2 separate regions of the Capsicum annuum genome follow, and region 1 is linked to region 2. A link is a contact called in public Hi-C data. All regions are on one chromosome and are shown on one strand. Each heading gives the region's core, a stretch centred on a gene start, on an enhancer-like site or on the middle of the called end of the contact. The rest is flanking DNA. Distances are from core to core; before and after follow the strand shown.

Region 1 (4,937 bases), core at 1,756-4,255, 61 kb before region 2:
CACTTTCCTCACCATTGCTGTAAGAGGCTGATGAAAATCCGCTTCTTGCAACACTTCCATCTTTGCTTCTCTTCAACATCCTCGCTGCCTTTTCTTTTGCTTCATATTCCGATAACCTTTTCCTATATACTTCCAATTCTTTCTCTAGCTCTTGCTTTTCCTTCTCCCTCTTTACCATAAGCTCATTCAAGAGTTGCAACGCTTCTTGATCATACTCCGATTGTTCTTCCATCATTCTCTGGTATTGCAGTGCTTCCATCTGCATTGCTGATTTTTCTTCTTGAAGCTTATTTATCATAGCCATTGTCTGATTAGCAGCGACAGCAGAAGCACTCCTCTCTTCTTCTAACTCCGTATACAAAGCATGTAGAGCTTTTCTCTCAGCTTTTAACGCTGATTTCAGGTGTTCAATCGATGAAGCTGTATCTCCACCTTCTAACTCACTAACCACACTCCCATCAAAAGACTCAGTTCCGAAATCTTTCTTCTCAAAGAGTAGTAATTTCTTATGCAACTGATGGAAGCTATCGGTAGAAGTTGGTGTTTCTGGAACTTTTTCTTCTTCAGTCTCATCCAATTTCGAAGATATTGATGATTGCTTGTTCATCACATGTTCCTCAAGTTCTACTGACAATAATTTCAATTGTACTAGTTTTTCTTGATCTTCTTTAGTACCTAACAAGGTATAATAAAACAAATAAATACATTGCTGCATAACCATAGAAAACAGGCTTAAACCGTTACTTTCTTCACAACAACCTATACAGTTTAGTCCCATAAAGTGGTGTCGGGGGAGGATAGAGTGTACGCAGACCGTACCCCTACCTCAAAGGTAGAGAGGTTGCTTCCAATAGATCCTCGGATCAAGGAAAAACAGTCCAAAATTGTCCAGCAACAGAAGTAACCAAAATGAAATCAGAACAAAGAAAATTGCTTTGCTACTAAAAGAGTACTAAAAGATTTGCTTTAACCTTACCATGTTGATCAATTTCATGGAAATGAGCAGAACGTGTGGAAGGTTCTTCATGTGTACAGGAATTAGGAGATACTTGACATGAAATTTCATCTGACAGATTCATAATAGGAATTTCATTTCCAATTAACACTTCTGCCTCAATTTCATTAATTTGTGGTGTTTGGGAAGCCTCTTCTGAAACTACAAAAGTAAGCAAAAACAATCAGAAACAACAACATACCTAGTTTTATCCCGCAAAGTGGGTTACGGGGAGAGTAGAGTATATGCAAACCGTATCCCTACGTCAGAGGTGGAAAGTTTGTTTCTGATAAACCCTCGGCTCAAAAAAAACAGTCCAAAGCAGTCCAACAAAAGAAGTAACGGAAGTACAAGAAACAGAAGATAGTACCAGAATAGAAACTACAACAAAACCATACGATAATCGAGGTGCAAGGAATCAACAAATATTAACAAAAACTGAAGGACAAGAAACTACAAGAGTATTAGGAATATGTACCTTGTTGAACATCTGAATCTTTTTCTTCCCTTACACTTTCAACTTCAATTTGAACATTATCCCTAGCAAGTGCTTGCCGCAACTGAGTATTGTCAAATTGCTCATGAACCTCTTTTACTGAAAGGCATTCTTCAACACAAAAACCGAAACCATTCTCATTTTCCTCCATCTCCATAGAATCAAGAACTATAAACTTAGGTTCCTCCTCAATCTTGTTCTCAACAACCAATTCAACTTCGTCATTGACTTGTTCCTCAGAACTAAAATTGACTTCATCGTTATTCTTTATGTAATTTTCGTGCATCGGTTGATTTTGGCTGTGATCTTCCTCAGTTATTGAATCAATCAATTCAACAGGAACCAACTTCTGACCACTACATTCGACGAAAAAATCCAAATGCTGAGGAGAAAATTCAAAAGATGAGTCCTCAATTACACAAACTTGAACAGCTTCATCTTTCATGACCCTTTCTCTATAGTGCTCCTCTATGTAATCCGTTATTCCTTCAAGAACCAAACATTCCCCATCATCTTCACTACCTTCCAATTTTCTAATCTCAGAAACAGGCAAAGAAAAATCAGAAAGATCAGTTTTTTCTTCATTCCCACAACTTCCTATGGCAAAATCTGATCTTTCTTTTTCGAAATCATAACCTTTATCCATTAGATCATCATCTTTTGACTCAATAGCCAAATTGCCTTTTCCCAAATCATCAGAATAAGGCTTAGTCAAAATATCATTATTCAGAGTCGAAAATTTCCTCTCCAAGATCACACCACAGCAAGAACACTTCAAATTCACCTCACCATCCTCCAGAACTCCACAAAAATCATGGCGTGAGGATGAGCAATCCTCACAGAGATCTTGAGATTCAGTCAACTTCTGATGATTTAAACAGAAACCAAGTTTGGATAACTCTGTAGTATGTATTTCACAGACAAGATCTCTGCGAAAAGTCTTAGTCCTTTGATGATCGAATGCATGATCAATTCGAGAACATAATGGACAAGGTGGCTTTAGTCCAAAATATTCAGCAAATTTGATGATCATATAGGAGAAGAAAGAGTTGAGTAGAAGTAGAATTATCAAAATCCATTCCAACACTGCATACATAAGAACCATTGTGATCTTGTTGGTATTTTTGTGTAACATGGTTGCGAATTTGTTAGCAGCCATTTCTAATGATCCGTAAGAGCAAACACACAAAAAATAATACAGTAATAATAATTCAACTTGACACGGACTTATTAACGTCTGATGATCACGAAATACAGACAAAAATAATAATAATGATTGAAGTTGTGAGAAACTTAAGTTGCGGTGATATACACAAAGTGATATACAGAGGGAAAGTGAAAGAGCTAATTCAAGAATCAATGGAAAATGAGAGAGAGAGAGAGAGAGAGAGAGAGAGAGAGAGAGAGAGAGAGAGAGAAAGGAGTGAAGGTAGAAAAAGAGGGAAAATAGTTTAAAGTAGATTGGATGAAGGGAAGATTTTTTATATTTTTGGATTGAATAGCGAGAAAGGACGCCAAATGAGACCTGAATCTGTCAATAAGCAGGGGCTTATTACTACCGTATCGTGTCTAAAAATTATGGAGTATTGTATATATAAAATTAAAATTATTTTTATTTACATATAATAAATGTTAGAAGTTTTAATTTATATATTTACTTTTTTATATTTGAAATATACTTAGTAAACTGTTAAGTACGGAGCTAAGCAGAAAAACGGGTTCAATCAACTTCCTAAATTGGAAAAAAAATATGTTGAATTTCTTGATTTTTTTTCTTGTAAAATCTTTATATTTTGAATATTTTAAATGAGAAAAACTTGTAAATATGTAGAAAAGAACTACTCCATGTGATGAAATAAATACATATATATTGAAATAAATAAATCAAAGAGAGGAATATATATATATGAAAAGCATCTTTGAGTCTAGAGAATGTCGACAAAGTTTAATCAATAAGTTTACACATTCAACAGTTAGATATTAGTAGCTTAGTTGGTTACCTGAACTTCCACCTCATTGGTGAGAATTTGATTTCCTACATTGTAATCCTTTCCTCTATCCCAATTTTTTTTAAATTACAAAAAAAAAAAAAAAACGGCCAACGTTTGTTGGATTCTTCTCATCGTGCACATTGATTTAAGGAAAAAGTATCAAATTTATTCCTCTACTTAGGAATATTGGCTAATTATATTTTTTTATTATATTTTAGAATAAAATTTATTCTCGAGTTAAGAAACTTTTTATCTATATCCTTACTTGAATAGAAAAACTTAGATCAACAATAAATGCCCTATTTTCTAAAAACAAAACACACCGTAATCTAACCCGACCCGATTTAGAAAAATGACACAAACAAATATACTACGCCCTCAATTTTATTGATCGAATTTTCCCAACGAACAAAATATACTTCTCTTTCAACGTGCATCGTTAGCAGGTTGTTTACGAATGAACAAAAAATAAAATAAAATAGGATAACGCGAAAGCATGAAACTAGAGAAAATGTCTAATACAATCTCTGTCCCTATTCTAGTTATGTTTAAATTTTAAATTTTAGTATGTAATTTTATGTGTATCTGAATTTTAGAATCAGTATGTAAATTTTTTGAGTAGTTGACATAACGACAAATTTGTATTGATTTAAATTGTATATATAGACATAAGAATGAAAAGATGTCATGATTGTTTGTGTCAGCACTGATACAGATTCACTTTTCATAAATTATGCATTGATAAATATCGAGTGGTCTAATCTCGTTGAAAAAATTTGACCAACAGAAGTAAGGGAGGGGTATATTTTTTTTTGTGTGTGTGTGTGTGTGCGCGCGGGTCAGGCAAGAAAGATTAGATTACGGTGCATTTTTTTCAAAAAAAGGGCATTTAACGCTAATTGGGATTTTTTGTTAAAAGAAGGGTATAAGTAAAAAAATATCTTAACAATGAGGGTAAATTTGATCTCAAATTATGACAGCAAGGATAAATTTAATACCTGAGTATGACAAAGAATATATTTAACCAATTTTTTAAAGTAGAGAGATAAATTTTGATCATTTTTTGTTTATTTAATTAGCTTATACTAGTAATTATTAGTAATATATATTTATCTTGTTAATTTTTCCCTTCATTTGTTTCATTTAAAAAAAAATTACTAAACATATAGAGCAGTTTGGTGTACGAATATTTTATTTCACATAAGATTTAAGAAAATATTATACGTAAAGAAATGTGATATAGATAGCATATCTCAAGTATTAAGAATTGATTTCACATTAAAATATGTGACTTATACGTTGGTAATACAAGGTTGCTAGATTGTTGCTCTAACCCCCCCCTCCCCCTCCCCCACCTAAAAATAAAGAAAATTAAAGTCATGTTATGGAATATAAAAGCAAGAACAAGAAGATAAAAGAGAGAGAAAAAAGGGAGACTTTTTTATTTCCATTGATG
Region 2 (4,445 bases), core at 1,859-4,358:
AAATTAAATTATAATATTTATTTTATCCGAATAAAAAACTTTTCAAAATATTTATCTGAGTAATTTTATCACTTTAAGCAGCGATTATATATCATCGTATCTAATTATACAAAATTATATAATTTTGTAACTTAAAGTATTTATTTTATGAAATATAGAATTTTAATTAAAGCTTATCTTAAAGATTAATTCAAATGGGTAAAATCTTGATTTAAATATAATTTGTTCTCAAAATTAATTTATTTAGAGAAATATTTGTTTGATTTTATTAAATCAAGAAGCTCGGGAATAAATGAGGTATTAATTCGTATCGAATTTCAATTTAATTTAGCCTATCTATTAAATTTGACCATAATTGAAATAAAATTGATCATAATTGCGATGCAATTGGCTAATTGATTTTTAGTTTGGCCAAATATTTAATGAATCGACTAAATCCTAAATTGATTGGGGTTATTTTTAAAATAATCTCAAATCCTAAATTCTAACCAACAACCCGATCCCTAGAAAAACCCGAAATTTGACCCACACCCGTGAACCGAATCCGTGTCCAACCCGCAACCAATCAACCCAAACCGAAATTCAAAAATCAAAAATTCAAATTTTGAAATTCAAAATATGTATTAGATGGTACAATTCCACCTCAACCTTGTCCCTTTTTCATTTTGAAATTCAAAATTTGAACTAGATGGTACAATTCCACCTCAACCTTCTCCTTTTTTCATTTTGAAATTTTAAAATTTGTACTAGGTGGTACAATTCCACCTTAATCTTATCCTTTTTACATTTTGAAATTCAAAATTTGTACTAGATTGTACAATTCTCCCTCAACTTTGCCTTTTTTTTCATTTTAGAAATTCAAAATTTGTACTAGATTGTACAATTCCCCCTCAACCTTATTCTTTTTTTCATTTTTGAAATTCAGATTTTAAATTTTAAATTTTTACTAGATTGTACAATCCCCCCTTCAATCTTGTCCTTTTTCCATTTTTGAAATTCAAAATTTATACTAGATTGTACAATTTCACCTCACCTTATCCTCCAACAAATATTTTCCTCAATTTAAAATTTTCAAAACACTCCTAAATTCTTTATCCCACATTGGTGGATAAAAAGAATTGAGTCCCCATCATTTCCTATAAATACTACCACTATTTTGATAAAAAGATCAAGTTTCAAAGAGTGAAAAAACTTTCGAGCAAAAAGTTAAATTTCTTTTCTTTAGTAAAAATTTTCAAGTGGTAGTGTAATCGGGTTCTCGAAAGATTGTTTTTCGGTGGTGTTCAAGACTTCAAAAAAAACTTGAAGTCCTGTTTTGTTGTCCCAAAAAGGTAAACACACCTTTTTCTTTTAGTTTTGTTATCGTTTTCTTCTGCATCTCCATTTTTGTAGTTTCGTAGTTTTAATTTTATTTGCTAGAATTGTTTGTTGCGCATAATCTTGAAGGTCATAGGATGTTGTGATATCAATATTATTGTTATTTTCATGCTCATGGGATAAGATAAACTAAGAATAGTTAATATTGATTGTTTTTCTTTATTCTTTGATTGTTATGGATAAAGTTTTGATCTTTGTTTAAAATATGTACTCATGCTTTGTTTAAATTTATTGTTGGCGGATATCTTTGTTTTTAGCATGTAAAATTGTTTCATTTATATTGAAAAGATTGATTGTTTCGCCTTTTGGCTTTATTCTTTGATTATTATGGATAAAGTTTTGATCTTTGATTAAAATATGTACTCATGCTTTGTGTAAATTCATTGTTGACGGATATATTTGTTTTTAGCATGTAAAGTTGTTTCCTTTATGTTGAAAAGAATAGTTAATGTTGATTGTTTTATCTTTTGACTTTATTCTTTGATTATTATGGATAAGTTTTGATCTTTGCTTAAAATCCGTTCTCATACTTTGTTTAAATTCATTATTGGGGAATATATTTGCTTTTAGTATATAATGTTGTTTCCTTTATATCGAAAAAGGAATGGTTACTATTGTTAAAGGTCTGTGAAATTATTTCTCCATTTGAAGTAGTGAGTTACTTATTTTCGTGGTCAAAACTGTCTTTGATTTTCTCTTATTTTGATTAAAAAGTTATTAGGGTTATAGATTTTGTTGAAATTGTGTAGAACTAAAATAGTTGGCATAATTGGACACTTTTTCTTAGACTTAATATTTTACTATTTCTCTTATCTTGTCTTCGAATATCATTTCTCAAATATGTTAAATATATGTTATTTGCTTCACTTCACTTGTTGATTTACCTCTTAAAGTGTTTTTATTCATTTAAACATCCCATTATTATTCACATGCTAAAGTGAATTTTTTTTCGAAGTTATAGATATTTTGATTGACTCCACTTTGTATTGAAAAAGTGTTGTTGCATTAGTATGTCTTATATTTCTATTTGCATTAGTTCTTCTTTTCTTTATTTAATGAAAACATGTCTTAGATTTTATCATATCATAGTATTTGGAGAAAATATATGTCTTGACACCAATTTTTTCTCTTCGTACCTAAAATTAACGTCTTCGGGCTTCCTGATCGTTAAAGGACACAAAATACAATTTCATTTTTTTATAATTTTTTGACAAATTGTTGGATTTTAATCACTTTGTTGTCATACTTTTTTTTTTTTCATAATTTATTAATATTTGTCTTATTTTTTATCAATTTATTATCGTTTTTAACATTTTACAATCATCCGCACACGCGCACGACATGATGTCACATTTTTACAGTATTTTAAATTAATTACATTAATTTCAATATTCCTTATTTTTTTTCTATAATTACATATCAATATTTATATTTTCGTACATTTATTACAATCCGTAAAAGTTGAGTCAGGTCAATTATTTTAATACATAGAGGAACAAATTAATTAGGTTGAGGTCTCATCATCGTTATGACACTTGACTTTTTCTTTACCTACTATTCATAATTTAAAAAATGTGTTGAAAAAAAAAGTAAATTTAATATTTTATTTATTTGTTTTTTATTTTTAATACTACTTTTTACTTTCTTTAGAATTTCTTTAATATACACACACTGCACAGGCAGATCACACACTCAGCCATCCCTCACATTTTCTCTCTCTCACTCCACGCTCTCTCCCTCAACCAGTCAGTGTCGACCGCCGGATTTAACCGCGGGCCGATCTTCGACCACCAACGTCCAGCCACCACCGCACCTCCTTTCGATCTCTCTCTTTCTCCCCTCTTCCTGCCGGATTTCGCCGGATCTGGCTGCCGGCGAACTCCATAACTCCACCTGCCCCGCCCCTTCTTCCCCCTTCTTTTATGCCCCTTTCCGCTACTTCTTCGTCGGAGGCGATGGCTGGCGAAGTCTCAAAATCCACCGTTGCTCCCTCACTATTGTTGCACAAAAATGAGCCAGATTTGGTCAGTTTTGATTTTTCGGCGTTGTTCCAGCTAACGCCGTTGTGCCGTTGCCACCATGCCGCTACTGCCCCTTGTTTTGGGCTTTATTTTTTGTTAATTATTGTGATTGTGAATATTATGTTGCTCCGGTGAATACGCCGTTTCCTTCTCCATTTATTGTTATGGTTTGTCGAAAATACTCCCTTTAATTGAGTTTTGTTTGTGATTTATGTGTCATTGTATATTTTGTTTTCCTGACTTTGCTGGATACAATTTGTTCCTTGTGGTTTGACTGATTCGCGAAAAGAAGAGTGTTCTGATGAAGCTCCATGAATTCCGGCGAACATCATGTTTACTTTTTGTTGATTATTTCTGTATTTTGCTACTGTTTGCTCACTGTGAAAGGATTAGTTTTGCTGTATTTTCGACAACCTATGTCAATATTTAGATGTTTTTATTATTTTTATTGTCTGCCACTTTCTGTTAAATTTTAGGCTTCCTTTTTTGACTTTATTTTTTTTTTAAGTTTGTTAAATTGAATTGAATAAAATATTAATAATCGGTCAATGATATTATCTATCCGTCGATTTTCGAGGCCTCTATAAATAATTTATAGAAAGACGAATGTTACATATATAAATATATAATAAAAATAAATATTTTAGGTGATGACGAAATTTTTTATAACAACGCAAAAGGATTTTATGGTTTGTATCTTTGCAAGGCGATTTAGGACAACCAATCAATTAAGCAATCACTTCGTAGCTATGATGTATTTAAAATTTATCCGAGTCCACTTTTTAATGAAAATTATATTTCTAAATACATATATGCACACATATTTTTTAAATTTATTTTGATAATTATTTATTTGTTACTAACATTTTTGTTACAAGTGTTTTAGGTGTTTGAGAATATTCGTTGGAAAAGACATTTAAAGAAGACTTTAAAATGTGTTGGTACTTTCATATTTTTTGTACTTGTACAAATATTATCTTAGTGTAAAACTTTATTTTTCGGGTGTTGTGCGGGATATTTGTTATTTATGCAATCTTTATCACGCGC

What was found. Hi-C and Micro-C count contacts between places; a contact is called where the count stands out from the background.
Region 1: a contact with region 2 is called in a Hi-C map of leaf, with 2.0 times the contacts expected there. The contact joins the promoter of LOC107870861 here to the enhancer-like site in region 2. A contact is called at or near these places in 3 of 5 Hi-C or Micro-C datasets (bud, leaf and placenta).

What each region holds. Positions count from the first base shown.
Region 1 is chr5:103,912,235-103,917,171 of UCD10Xv1.1, reverse strand. LOC107870861 (myosin-binding protein 2) reads right to left here and starts at 3,005. Exons shown (of 4, transcript XM_016717541.2): 1 at 1,473-3,005; 2 at 977-1,156; 3 at 1-675. The coding sequence starts at 2,649.
Region 2 is chr5:103,851,939-103,856,383 of UCD10Xv1.1, reverse strand. No RefSeq gene overlaps it. Among protein-coding and RNA genes, the nearest start is that of LOC107870861, 60 kb to the left of the region's middle. Within about 2 kb of position 3,108, at least 5 of the 5 cell types and tissues checked have an H3K27ac peak or open chromatin away from gene starts, as enhancers often do. A contact at or near this core is called in bud and leaf, where this site is marked.